Regions from separate parts of the Mus musculus genome. Here region 1 is linked to region 2. Evidence: chromatin contacts called from public Hi-C data. All regions are on one chromosome and are shown on one strand. Each heading gives the region's core, a stretch centred on a gene start, on an enhancer-like site or on the middle of the called end of the contact. The rest is flanking DNA. Distances are from core to core; before and after follow the strand shown.

Region 1 (5,534 bases), core at 2,623-5,122, 470 kb after region 2:
GGCCGCTGCGGGCATCTGTACTCACATGTGCACATTCTCCTAGACAGGCATAAATTAAAATTTAAATAACTTTTGAAAAAAATAAGCTCTTTTGAGTCATTCCAAAGCAAGATTATCAGGGCCTTACTATACATACACTAGCTACATCTTTAGTGGCTAAGAGACACCTCAGTGGATAAAACAGTCCTTCTTGATTTGAGCTTGTTCCCTTGCAGGAGGAAACAGATACTAAACCTCACAGATAAGTCAGCTATGTAGTACATTTATAGAAGGTGAAAGTTCTGTGGGAAAAGTGACTCAGAGTGAGCAGAGTGGGAAGAAGAAAGAAGTGTGAGACTTGGCACATGGTCTCTGTATGTCAGAAATGAGGTCAGGCCAGGTAGTAGAGATGGCGGATGCCTATAATACCAGCACTTGGGAGGCAGAGGCAGGAGGATCAAAGTTCATCAAAGTTACATGGTGTCTTAGTTAGGGTTTTACTGCTGTGATCAGGCACCATAACCAAGGCAACTCTTACAAGGACAATGTTTAATTGGGACTGGCTTATAGGTTCAGAGGTTCAGTCCATTATCAAGGCAGGAACATGGCAACATCCAGGCAGGTATGGTGCAGGAGGACCTGAGAGTTCTACATCTTCATCTGAAGACCACTAGGTCTGGCTCCCAAGTGGTTAGGATGAGGGTCTCATTGTCCACCCCCACAGTGACACACTTCCTCAAACAAGGCCACACCTCCCAATAGTTCTACTTCCTGGGCCAAGCATATTCAAATCACCACACATGGCAAATTAGGAGATGAACTAGGGCTTCATGAGACACTTGCCAAAAAACGAAATCCTACCAAAACCCCTGTAAATAGACCACCACTTTGGTCAGTACACTCATGAAGTTTAATGTAAGTCGAACAGACCTAGAACAACATACTAGCCTGTTAGAAGCTACCAGCAGCATAGCAGTTCTTTGGTGAGACTTCCCACTCCTAAAGTCAACAGTATCCTCCTGAAAAACTGGACAAACAGAATTGCTACTCCTCTTCAGAATTCCATCTGACAGGCCATCTTGTTGGACTTCCTTTCCTGCTGTCCCTATGGTCTCTGGATCAACACACTACAGTACTCCCTCATACACACGTACTATGAAGACATACTTTTATAAGTGTAAACACCACTACAACACAACAACCCAATCCCAACAGCCAGTCCTTTGCCATCGCCAGCACTGGGAAGCATAAAGAGTGCTAAAGACTTAGTAGTTGAATAAGTAGGAACAATTGGATTAAGAGTAGCTTTGGCAATTAGGAGTCATCCTGGCCTGGAGCCTGAGTTCTCCATATTTGTATATGAAAATAATTATGTTAATAACACTTAGTGCTTCTGGACTCAGGAATATTAAAACAAACTAGTTTTTCTCTAGAGGGAATCAAAGTGCTTGGAAGAGAATCATTAGTGAGCTACAGAAAACAGTTTAACACATCCCCAAAAGCATTTTTTAATTATCTAGAATGGTTGATAAGATAACAGAATGTATCAAAATAAATATGGTTAAATGGTTTTAGGACATATGTTCCAATTTTCCCCAAAAAAGACAATTTCTTTCTGTTGTCCCAGTGTAGTTATATCTTCAGTAATAATTTTCCCAACTTGTACAATAAATAAAGGGATCATCTATATTACCATATACTTTAAACTAATATGTATACTTATATTATAATATGTGCTACTTCTTTTGTGAGGTATATTACAGGAGGGCATCTGTTTTGTTTTTGTTTTTGTTTTGAGACATTGTCTCATATAGTCCAGGCTGGCCTTGAACTTACTACGTAGCTGAGCATGACCCTGAATTTCTGATCATCTGCCTCCCCCTTCATGTGCTGAAATTACAGGTATGTGCCACCACACTTGGTGCGTGTGGTGCTTGGGATCAAGCCCAAGACTTTATGAGCCCTAGGCAAGCATTTGACTAACTGACCTACTGCCCAATCAAGCAATTTCTTGAGACAGGGTCTCTCTGTGTGTAGCCCTGGCTGTCCTAGAACTTGCTCTGTAGACCAGACTGGCCTCAAACTCACAGAGATCTGCCTGCCTCTGCCTCCTGAGTACTAAGTTAAAGGTATGAGTCACAGTTTCCTGGCTAAGTGTAGTTCTTATAGTGGATGATAGTCCAAACGTTTTTGAAACACTACTCTCCAGGAAATCAGACTTCTGAAGCTCTGGAAACATGGAAGGAACTGAGGAGGTAGAGAGAGAAAAGCATTACAGAGCCTCCCATCTTGCAAACTGAGGACACAGAGCTCTCAGCTTGTAAAGACTCTCATGAGTCCTTGTGTAAACAAGTCTTGGTAGTGGCACCGAGATCTAAGTCTACACTGGGAGGAAAGGGACATTTTATTCTACCCAAAGAAAATGAAATCACTGTTCTCTACATGGAAGCCACAATACTTGTAGCAACCAAAAATTTAACTAAAAGCTTCAAGTGCCATAGAGGACACGTCCCACTCTGGTAAAACAGATTTTACAACTAAATAAATATAATTTTCTTTGGAAGTGTTTTCTACTTGATATTCTGACTGAGGTGGCAGTTCTAAATCATGAACAGAAAACTAGAGGGCTGATACTCCAAGCCCTGCAAGGCTATGGGTACAGAGGAACTTTAATTCAGTAACATGGCTGCTCTAACAAGAGGTCACATCCAAAGATATAAATGCAGGCACATCACACACCTTTAATCCCTCTGTCTGGAATACAGACATACACCTTTAATTCCATATACAATGACATCTAATTGAGGGGCAGACAAAGTGACCAATCAGAGAAACATTCGAAAGAATAACTGAGAGATAGGATAAGCCCAACTCTCATGAGAACAGGCAAGAAAGGGGGGCTACTTAAAGAGCAGTGAAGGAGACAGAATCCAATTCAATCCTGTTCAGTTCTATTCCATTTAGTTCAGTTCAGTTTGGTGCAGTTCAGGGCACTTCTGTCCATGGAGTTCAGAGGCAGTTTTTCCCAAGCAGAGCAATTCAGTCAGAAGCTGAGAGAAGCCGATTTGAAGCAGTTATCTTCAAGAGGAGTTGGAGCCGACAGCTGAGTTGAACCAGCCAGCCAATGTTCAGAAAGAGCTAAGAGAGATGAGTTTATTCAGGAGTAAATTTCATTGGTTGAAACAGTCTAGGCCTAGGTTAGTAGACAGAGGCTGAAAGCTGAAGTCGTCAAGTCCTGGGCTCCCAGAAGATTAGATGTTACAAAGACAAGAAGATTCAAGGACTAGAGAGAGTAAAGGCAGAAAAGAAAATGTTCTAGGCTCAGTCAGCCATGTGTTTGCAGAGCTTGGATATGGCTTTCATCTAATCACTTAATCTGAGGAAATAAAAATTGCATTGACATTTACAACATGACATGAAGATGAGCAGGCCCAACAAGCACTTGTATTGTTAGAGGACCACTTCAGACATTGGGCAGACAAATGTTCAGATTATAGTAGCTATAGAATTGCAGAGAGGCCCATCCGTGTCTCTGTGTACAGTATCCAGCTATTATGTGCTCACAAAAATATCCTTTACCTCACAGAGTTCTTCTAAAAGGTTTCTCAAGGGGCTGGAGACATGGCTTGGTGGTTAAGTGCACTGGCTGCTCTTCCAGAGGACCCAGGTTCAATTCCCAGCTGACAGCTCACAGCTGTGTGTAACTCAAGTTCCAGGAGATCTGGCACCCTCATACAGACATACATACAGGCAAAACACCAACAACGCACATAAAATAAATAAATAAACCTTTTTTAAAAAAACTAAGACTCAGCAAGATTCATGGCTTGGTGCAACTTCCCCATAATGTGTAAGAGAGCCTTTATAGCTGCAGCAGTTAGAGAAATTCAGATTGCTTCTGGCTTGTTGTCTGTTTCATGCTTTTGGTTCGAGGTCTGAATCTAAACTTCCTCCTGCCATGCCTGCTACCTGCTGCCACATCTCCCTGCCATGACAGAGTCTTATCCCTGTCAAGTTTTAATCCCAAATAAACTCTTTTATAAGTTGTCTTGGTCATGGTGCTTTCTCACAGCCACAGAAAAGAGGCCATTGCACAAATTCGTCTAAACTGTTGGACTTGTTGACATAAAATGATCTACAGTTTTTTTCATTATGTTCATATCTATTGTGCCTATAACACATTTTTTTTTCCTACTAGTATTACTAACGTCTGCCCTCTCCCTTTTGAGTCTAGCTGGAGGGTTATAATTTAACTGAACACTTTTAAACCAACATTAGTTTTCATAGTTTCTATCATTTCTTTTTCTTTTCTTTTATTGATATGTGCTTTTTATATTTATGATCTTGTATCTTCTTATTTGGATTTAACTTGTTCATTTCTTGCTTTTTGTCGAGGTGAAATCTTAGATTACTGATTTTTAGACCTTTGTAATATAAGCCTTTACTGTCTCGCATTTGCCTTGGCTAAATCCCACAAGTTTTTGTACATGTGTTTTTATTTTCTCCTAGTTCAAAATATTTTCTGTTTCTTTGTGATTTGTTTCCTTTATCTGTGTGTTGTTTGGAAGTGTCCTGCTTTGTTCCCAAATATTTAGAGATTTTTCCAAATAGCTGCTATTGATTTCTAATTTATTTAATTATAGTCAAAGGACATACTCTATGACTGCAATACTTTTAACTTTGTTGGACTTGTTTCATGGTTAAGTTATGGTCTCCTTTGGTTAATATCCTAAGTGAACTTGAAAAAAAATGTGTATTTAGATGTCTTTGGGGCAAGTCCAATTAGATCCAGTTAATTGATGACAATGTTCACAACTTCAAACTCCTGTTGATTCTATCTTCTTGCTTTGTTGATTATTAAGTGAAAAGTGTTGAAATCTGAAACTGTAACTATAGATTGTTAAACCGTCCTCTCACGAAGAGCTGTGTTTGTAGCTTAGTGGTAGATAACACTTCCAAAGTTCTAGATTCAATCCCCAACCCTGAAGGAAAAAAAAAATCCTTCAGAACTGTGAGGTTTTGCTACAAATGTTTCAAAGCTACCTTGTGCTTAGAGTGGTCAAAAAGTATGCATATCATATCTTTTAGGTGGTATTTACACTTCAACCATTATGAAAAATCTCTTTTCATTACCAGTAACATTTCTATTTTCTATTATCTATTCTGATACTAATACAACCAGTCCAGCTTTCTTGTAATATATATCTGTATAACATGTCTTTTGCCTTTCTTTCAGATGCAGCTGGCTTGTACATTTAAGGTGATTTTCTTGTTTATGTTATATCTTAACTGTTCTTTGACAGTGTGACAACCTCTGACTCTTAAGTGTAGTGTCTAGACCATTTATATTTAATATAATTATCACTGTGGTTAAATTTAAATGAATTATTTGCTAATGTTTTTTATTTGATTTACTTGTAATTATTACCCTTCCCCCCTTTTCTGCTTATTTTAAATTAACTGGTCCCTGTTAATATTCAGTTTATCTCCACAGTATTTACACATGGTATATACACAGTATTTACACATGGTATATACACAGGTATGCACAATCA
Region 2 (5,730 bases), core at 1,204-3,703:
GTAAGCAAGGTGGAAAGATTCTTTTTGTACTTGATTAAATCTTGTCATCAATACCCTAAGGCTATAGATTGTAAAAAGTTCTTCTTGATAGCCTGGAATTTTTTTTTCATGTTTAAACAAAACAAGAAAATTCTTATAGTGCCTCACTTTATATATGAGAAGACCGAGACCCATAGCCCCAGTGCTCACAGCAGTCTTCATTTGTCCTTTAATAGCTCCAGTGCTCACAGCAGTCTTCATTTGTCCTTTACTTAGAAGAGTCTGGGATCAGTGTTCTTTGGGGACCATTTACAGAGTAGCCTGTCAGATGCTTGGAGATGGGCTAGCATGGTCTAGCATGGGCTAGCGGGGCTGCCCTGCTTGTCTCCTCTCAGCTCCGTGCCTGGTCCCTATCTCAGCTCCTTGTTGTGTCAGATGTGTTATGGTCACTGTGGAGCTGTGAGGGGGCAGCATTGCACAGCTCCTCAGAGCTCAGGCCTCCCACACAAGGCAGAAGTGGGAGTCTTCAGAAAAGAACGGGGAACTTTCCACACACATCCACACGGAGATGCTGAGCTCTGGACTGCTGTGATGTCAAAGTGATGGGACCTTTGGGAGGCCGCGGGCTTACAGAAGTCTTCCTCATGCCGGGCCTCTTCCTCTCATGCCCTCCTCCCCTTCCCAGCTGTGGTGCTCCAGAGGGGAATCTGTAGGCTCTTTCCACTGCCCCGTTCCAGCCTGCAAGCCTTTGTTTTCAAAGCAAAGCAAAACTCTAGGCCTGGTGTGAGAGGGCACTCCCATAGTCTCTGGAGGCTGAGGCAGGAGGAGCAGAGAGTTCAAGGGCAGATTGTACCACATTGCAAGACTTGTTTAAAAGGAAAAAAACTAAAAAGTAAGATTCCATGCTGGTTACTAAGACCCGCTGTGATAATAATTTGCTTCTGGCCATTTGAGAGAAAGTGGGTGACCTTGGAGGTACTTGGGTGACCTTGGAGGTACTTGTGTGACCTTGGAGGTACTTGGGTGACCTTGGAGGTACTTGGTGACCTTGGAGGTACTTGCGTGACCTTGGAGGTACTCGCAGATCAGAGTAGTGCCCTGGCATTGGTTTGTGTGTAAAACACACACTTACACCTCGAAGCGGCTGAGATGCTCAGCTTTGGTTGTGAGTTTCCTCTTGTAAAAGTGAAACCCTTAAAGCCATTAGCACCCTCCCCTGTCCCCAGCCCACACTAACCTTTGTTCTACTTTCTATTTCTATGAATGTGGCTACTTTACATGGTTCCTGTGAAAGGCAGCCTTTGTCTTCTTGTTTCAAGTTTATTTAAGTAGTTTCCTCTTGCTAGCTCATAGCAGGTTTTCCCTTTCAAGGTCAAATTATACCTGCAGTGTTTTGTGTGCCACGTGTGGTTTTGCTTACTTATATTGACTGGCCTTTTTTAGTACCCATTTCTTAGCAGTTGTGACTAACTGTGAACCTTGGTGCAAATGCCAGAAGTGAGGCGCCTGACCAAATGACCCTTGTATTTTTAATGTGCCACACTCTTTTCACAGCATTGGTGCTTTCCCGGTGCCCTAGGGTTCCACACACACACACACACACACACACACACACACACACATCTTCTCTTGCTATTTTCTGGTTAATTTGCTAGTGGTCAGTCTAGTGAGGTGATTACCCCATTGTGGCTCCTCTGTGACCTGTGTGGCTAACACTGGTTTTGCGATGTCCTCCATAGATATGCAGGTATAGCATAGAGTAATGACAGCGTCTACCTGATAGGAGGGATGTGGACCAGTCAGTGGAAGCTGTAATCACATAGGATGCAGACAGCCTCTTCTCTTTGGGGATTTAGAAAACAAAAGTAGGCACCTCCCCTACAAATGGCAGCCACATTGTTCAGCTTTGTTTTCTGACACAAACTCTTGCAGTGTAGGCCAGACCAGCCTTGACCTCAGAAGTCCTCCTGAGTGCTTGGATTATAGGCTTTACTGCCACACCTATGTTCAGCTCACACTTAACATCACAGAGGCTGTCATTTTTGCAGAAGAGTCATATTGTCAAAAAGACATCTTCTGGTCCCTTAGACTATGTGTGGCCATTTGCTTGGTTGCCTCAGTCTGCCAGCTGCCTCAACAGTTGCGGATACCTAAGGACGATGCTGTCTCTTAAGCTGATATGTCCAGGATGTTTGCCTGGTCAGGAAAGCCTTAGTGCTGTGTTTTCCATGGAGAGAGGCCACAATTTCACATTTAACAAGCTGAACATTATAGGAGTCGGGCAAGGACTGGGTCCACTAGTTTAAACTTCTGTTTCATAGCATCCCTCTATGCTTAAACTTCCTCATCCCCTCTTCCGAGCAAGCACAAAAGTGTTTCCCAACTCACAGGCTTCCTTTCATGGATTCCAGCCTTAGATCACACCCAGATAAGCATTGTGTAATAGGTGGGCGGGACTAGAATTTCAGCGACATATACCCACAAGGCAGGTGGGCGGGGGAGGAGGGCAGCAGAGGTCCTGGCTACAGCTGTGAGCCACTCAGGCCTGCGGTCCAGCAGCGACTTAGATAAAGGTCCCTGTGGAATTCCGGTTGTTCCCTAGCCATGGCTTTTCTGACTCTTCCCTTGCTCACACATTTCTTCCCTGTACTCCTCCTGGGACTTTCTCCCTGAGAGTCTTCTCACACCGCCTGCTTCCTTTCCTACGTTCTCCCGTGCCCCAGCACTTATGAATGTCTGCCCTGCATGGGCTGCCACGTGACTCTGCTCGTTCTTCCGTAGCTTCTGGATATAAAGCTTCATCTCTGCCACGTGACTCTGCTCGTTCTTCCGTAGCTTCTGGATATAAAGCTTCATCTCCGGAGCGGAGTGGAGTCCCCAGTGCACCCCAGCTTGCCCTTCACCATTGCCCTGCTTCAGAGCCTTGCCACAACACGCATATGCTCAGGGGCTTCAGACCCTGCACCCCATCATGGCAAAGACTTAGTCGCCAGAGAGCTGCTTGGAGTGCAGTGCTAGCAAATGCTAACATGCAGCAGGAGTTCAAGGGCAGGCCGGGGGAGAGTATAAGGAAGTATTAGGAGTGTGTGTCCTTGGGAAGTTCCACTGTAGCAAGCTTGCCCATTAAAAGTGTATCTTGTCATTAATAGGTAAAGGTATGGAAGTATGTAGATAAATATCTTACAATTTCCCTGGCCCAGAAAGGGAAATTTGGGCGTTTTTGAGCTGTTATGTTAGTCTGCTTGTCCTTCCCACCAGAGTTCAGACCATCCTTTTGGTCTCTGAGCCCAAGGCACAACTCTCTTCTGTTTTGTTTAGAGGTGTGGGGGGGGGGTGGGGGGGCAGGGGGAATCATTTTATAAAAAATGCTTCACAAGGGCTCATCACGGGCTTCACTAGGGGTGTACCTCCAGCCCTTGTAATAGTCTTTACCATGCCCAAATGAAAACTTTAATACATGTCTAAAACTATAGGACATGCCCCCTGCCCTGGGATAATGCAGTGGACACACCATGTTTGCAGGACTCCTCCCTGCTGGTGTAAGTAGAATGAAGGGGCCCTTGCCTCTCCTATGGGTTCAATGTTTGCTCCCTCCCAGATGCCTGTGATGAAGCCCTGGCCCCTACTGGGTAGGAGATTAGGAACAGCATAGAAGCCCAGCAGCTCTGCTTCCCACTGCTCCCCTGCTCCCAGCCACTCCCTAGCTCCTCACTATTCCCCAGCCCCTGGCGAGGGCTTATTTGAAAGCATACTCTCCCTCCTCTCTCCTGCTCCATAACTTAACCTCTTGACTCTTTCCAGGCCTCCTTTTAGCCTCCATAGCACCCGTGCCAGGCTTACACCTGTGCCGCGGCTGGGAGAGGCTTGGGGACAAATAAGGAAGTAGGTGTCTTCTCTGGTTCTTTTTACCATGCCTCCGGGTTTGCAGAGGCCAGAGCTGGGGAGAGGTGCACAGGCAGAGTGTGTGTGTGTAGTATGTGTGTGTGTGTGTGTGTGTGTGTGTGTGTGTGTGTGTATACATGCGAGCACACACTCCAAACAAGCTGCTTCACTGCACTTAGCTAATAACATGGGTTGGGCAATGGTGCCTTTAGCTTTCTGTAGTATATTTTTCTGTTGTGTGAGTGACTCATTGGTTTCTGTCCCTGACTATTTATGTTCAGATCTGGAGGGTTTTTTGAAGGGAATTTATTATTGTTCGATTTGTGTGGGTGGTAGATTTGGGTCAGTAGGGAGGAGCCCCTTTCTGAGTGCATTTCTTAAGAAAATGGTGTTAATTTGAGTTCAAACAATTGCCTTTGACTAAGATCATGTGATTTGGCCAGTGTTTGAAAAGACAGATGTATTTTTATACTTTATTTAATAGTCACGGTGCACATGATGGGTAGAGTCATTGTTTAATCTGAAACTTATTTAAAGGTACCCTTGGGGCTAAGAGGTTAGCTCAGTGGTAGAATACTTTACAAAACCCTCATTAAGATCCATAGCACTGCAAAAATAAAATAAATCCAAGACGTGCCTGTTGTCTCGTATTACAGTGTCACATAGTATGATGCTACCAGTTAAGATAAATATATAAAAACTTAACTTCAGTGAACATACTGAATGCCCAGATCCAGGGCCTTCAAACATGTCTGTGAATTAGAATTCCCAGTTGTGTAAGCCTTGTTTGCTGGGTCTACCCTAGAGTTTATGATTGATTTATCAGGCCTTGGTGTTTGGGACTGCATTTCTCACAAGCTCTCAGGGTTGCCTCTTGCTGATGCTATTAGGGCCATATTCTGGGAAGCAGTCCCGGGGACTCAGCTCATTGACACTGCGACCCACATGCTCTTAGGGGGACTCTGAGGCAGCTTTTGTCTTCTGTGCCTCTGGTAAACTGCGGGAAGAGGTGGCTTGATCAGCAGCTGTAGTCCTGGACATCAGCAGTGTAAATGACGAATGCTGAGTGCTTGGACATCTTTTAAAAGCTCTTTGTTGGGCTTAGGGTGAATACCAGTAAGCTAAGTGCACATGGTCCCTGCCTTCAGGCTCTGGCACAGAACTTGTAGCATGCCCCCTTGTTACTTCTTCACTGCACATGCATCGGGATGGAGGTCTTGCTTAACAGGTGACCCTTTGTTTGTGACCCACGTTACCAACTTGGCCTATTTCTTGCAATATACCTGCACCTCTCTCCTTTTCCTGGTCTTGGTGGAACTCTTTGTGGTCTCTGATTCTATCTGCTGCTTTGCCCATGCTGCACTTCTCAGGGAGAAGCTTTCCCTGGCCTTGGCAGCTGCCTTCAGACTCGGCACGTGATGACTGCCCCAACTCTATAGAAGAGCTGTTAGGGATGGCTCATTCATCAGTAATGGCCCCTCTGAACTCCTGTTACCCCGCTGACCTGTCTTCAGCCACTCCTGACACTGACTGGAATGGGGCCCACTCAGCTGTCTCCTTGGGAACAGAACTTGATTTTATCTCACCATTGTTTTGGGCTGAAGTGGGTGGATGCTTGGTCACAGGAGGATTAAGACTGAATCGGCCATATGTTTCTTATAAAGTCATATGTGTATAAAGGTATGTATGTGTTACTATCTCTGTAGATTTCAATGAGGAGGGGGATGGATGGATGGATGGATGGATGGATGGATGGATGGATGGACTGTGTAATTTAAGAACACAATTGTTTTTAGAGAGCCCCAGCCCAGTCCCTTGCTACCAACATAACATGCTCTAGGGCCTTGCTATGTTCTGTCCCTCTGATTT

The links. Hi-C and Micro-C count contacts between places; a contact is called where the count stands out from the background.
Region 1: a Hi-C map of bone marrow-derived macrophages shows a contact between it and region 2, with 15 read pairs. The contact joins two enhancer-like sites. A contact is called at or near these places in 1 of 15 datasets of contacts at CTCF or cohesin (the NIH/3T3 cell line) and 1 of 484 Hi-C or Micro-C datasets (bone marrow-derived macrophages).

What each region holds. Positions count from the first base shown.
Region 1 is chr5:64,765,694-64,771,227 of GRCm38.p6, forward strand. No RefSeq gene overlaps it. Among named protein-coding and RNA genes, the nearest start is that of Klf3, 35 kb to the right of the region's middle. Within about 2 kb of position 3,873, at least 2 of the 459 cell types and tissues checked have an H3K27ac peak or open chromatin away from gene starts, as enhancers often do. A contact at or near this core is called in bone marrow-derived macrophages, where this site is marked.
Region 2 is chr5:64,296,053-64,301,782 of GRCm38.p6, forward strand. All of the region lies in intron 14 of Tbc1d1 (TBC1 domain family, member 1), which reads left to right. Among named protein-coding and RNA genes, the nearest start is that of Gm38634, 42 kb to the left of the region's middle. Within about 2 kb of position 2,454, at least 178 of the 459 cell types and tissues checked have an H3K27ac peak or open chromatin away from gene starts, as enhancers often do. A contact at or near this core is called in bone marrow-derived macrophages, where this site is marked.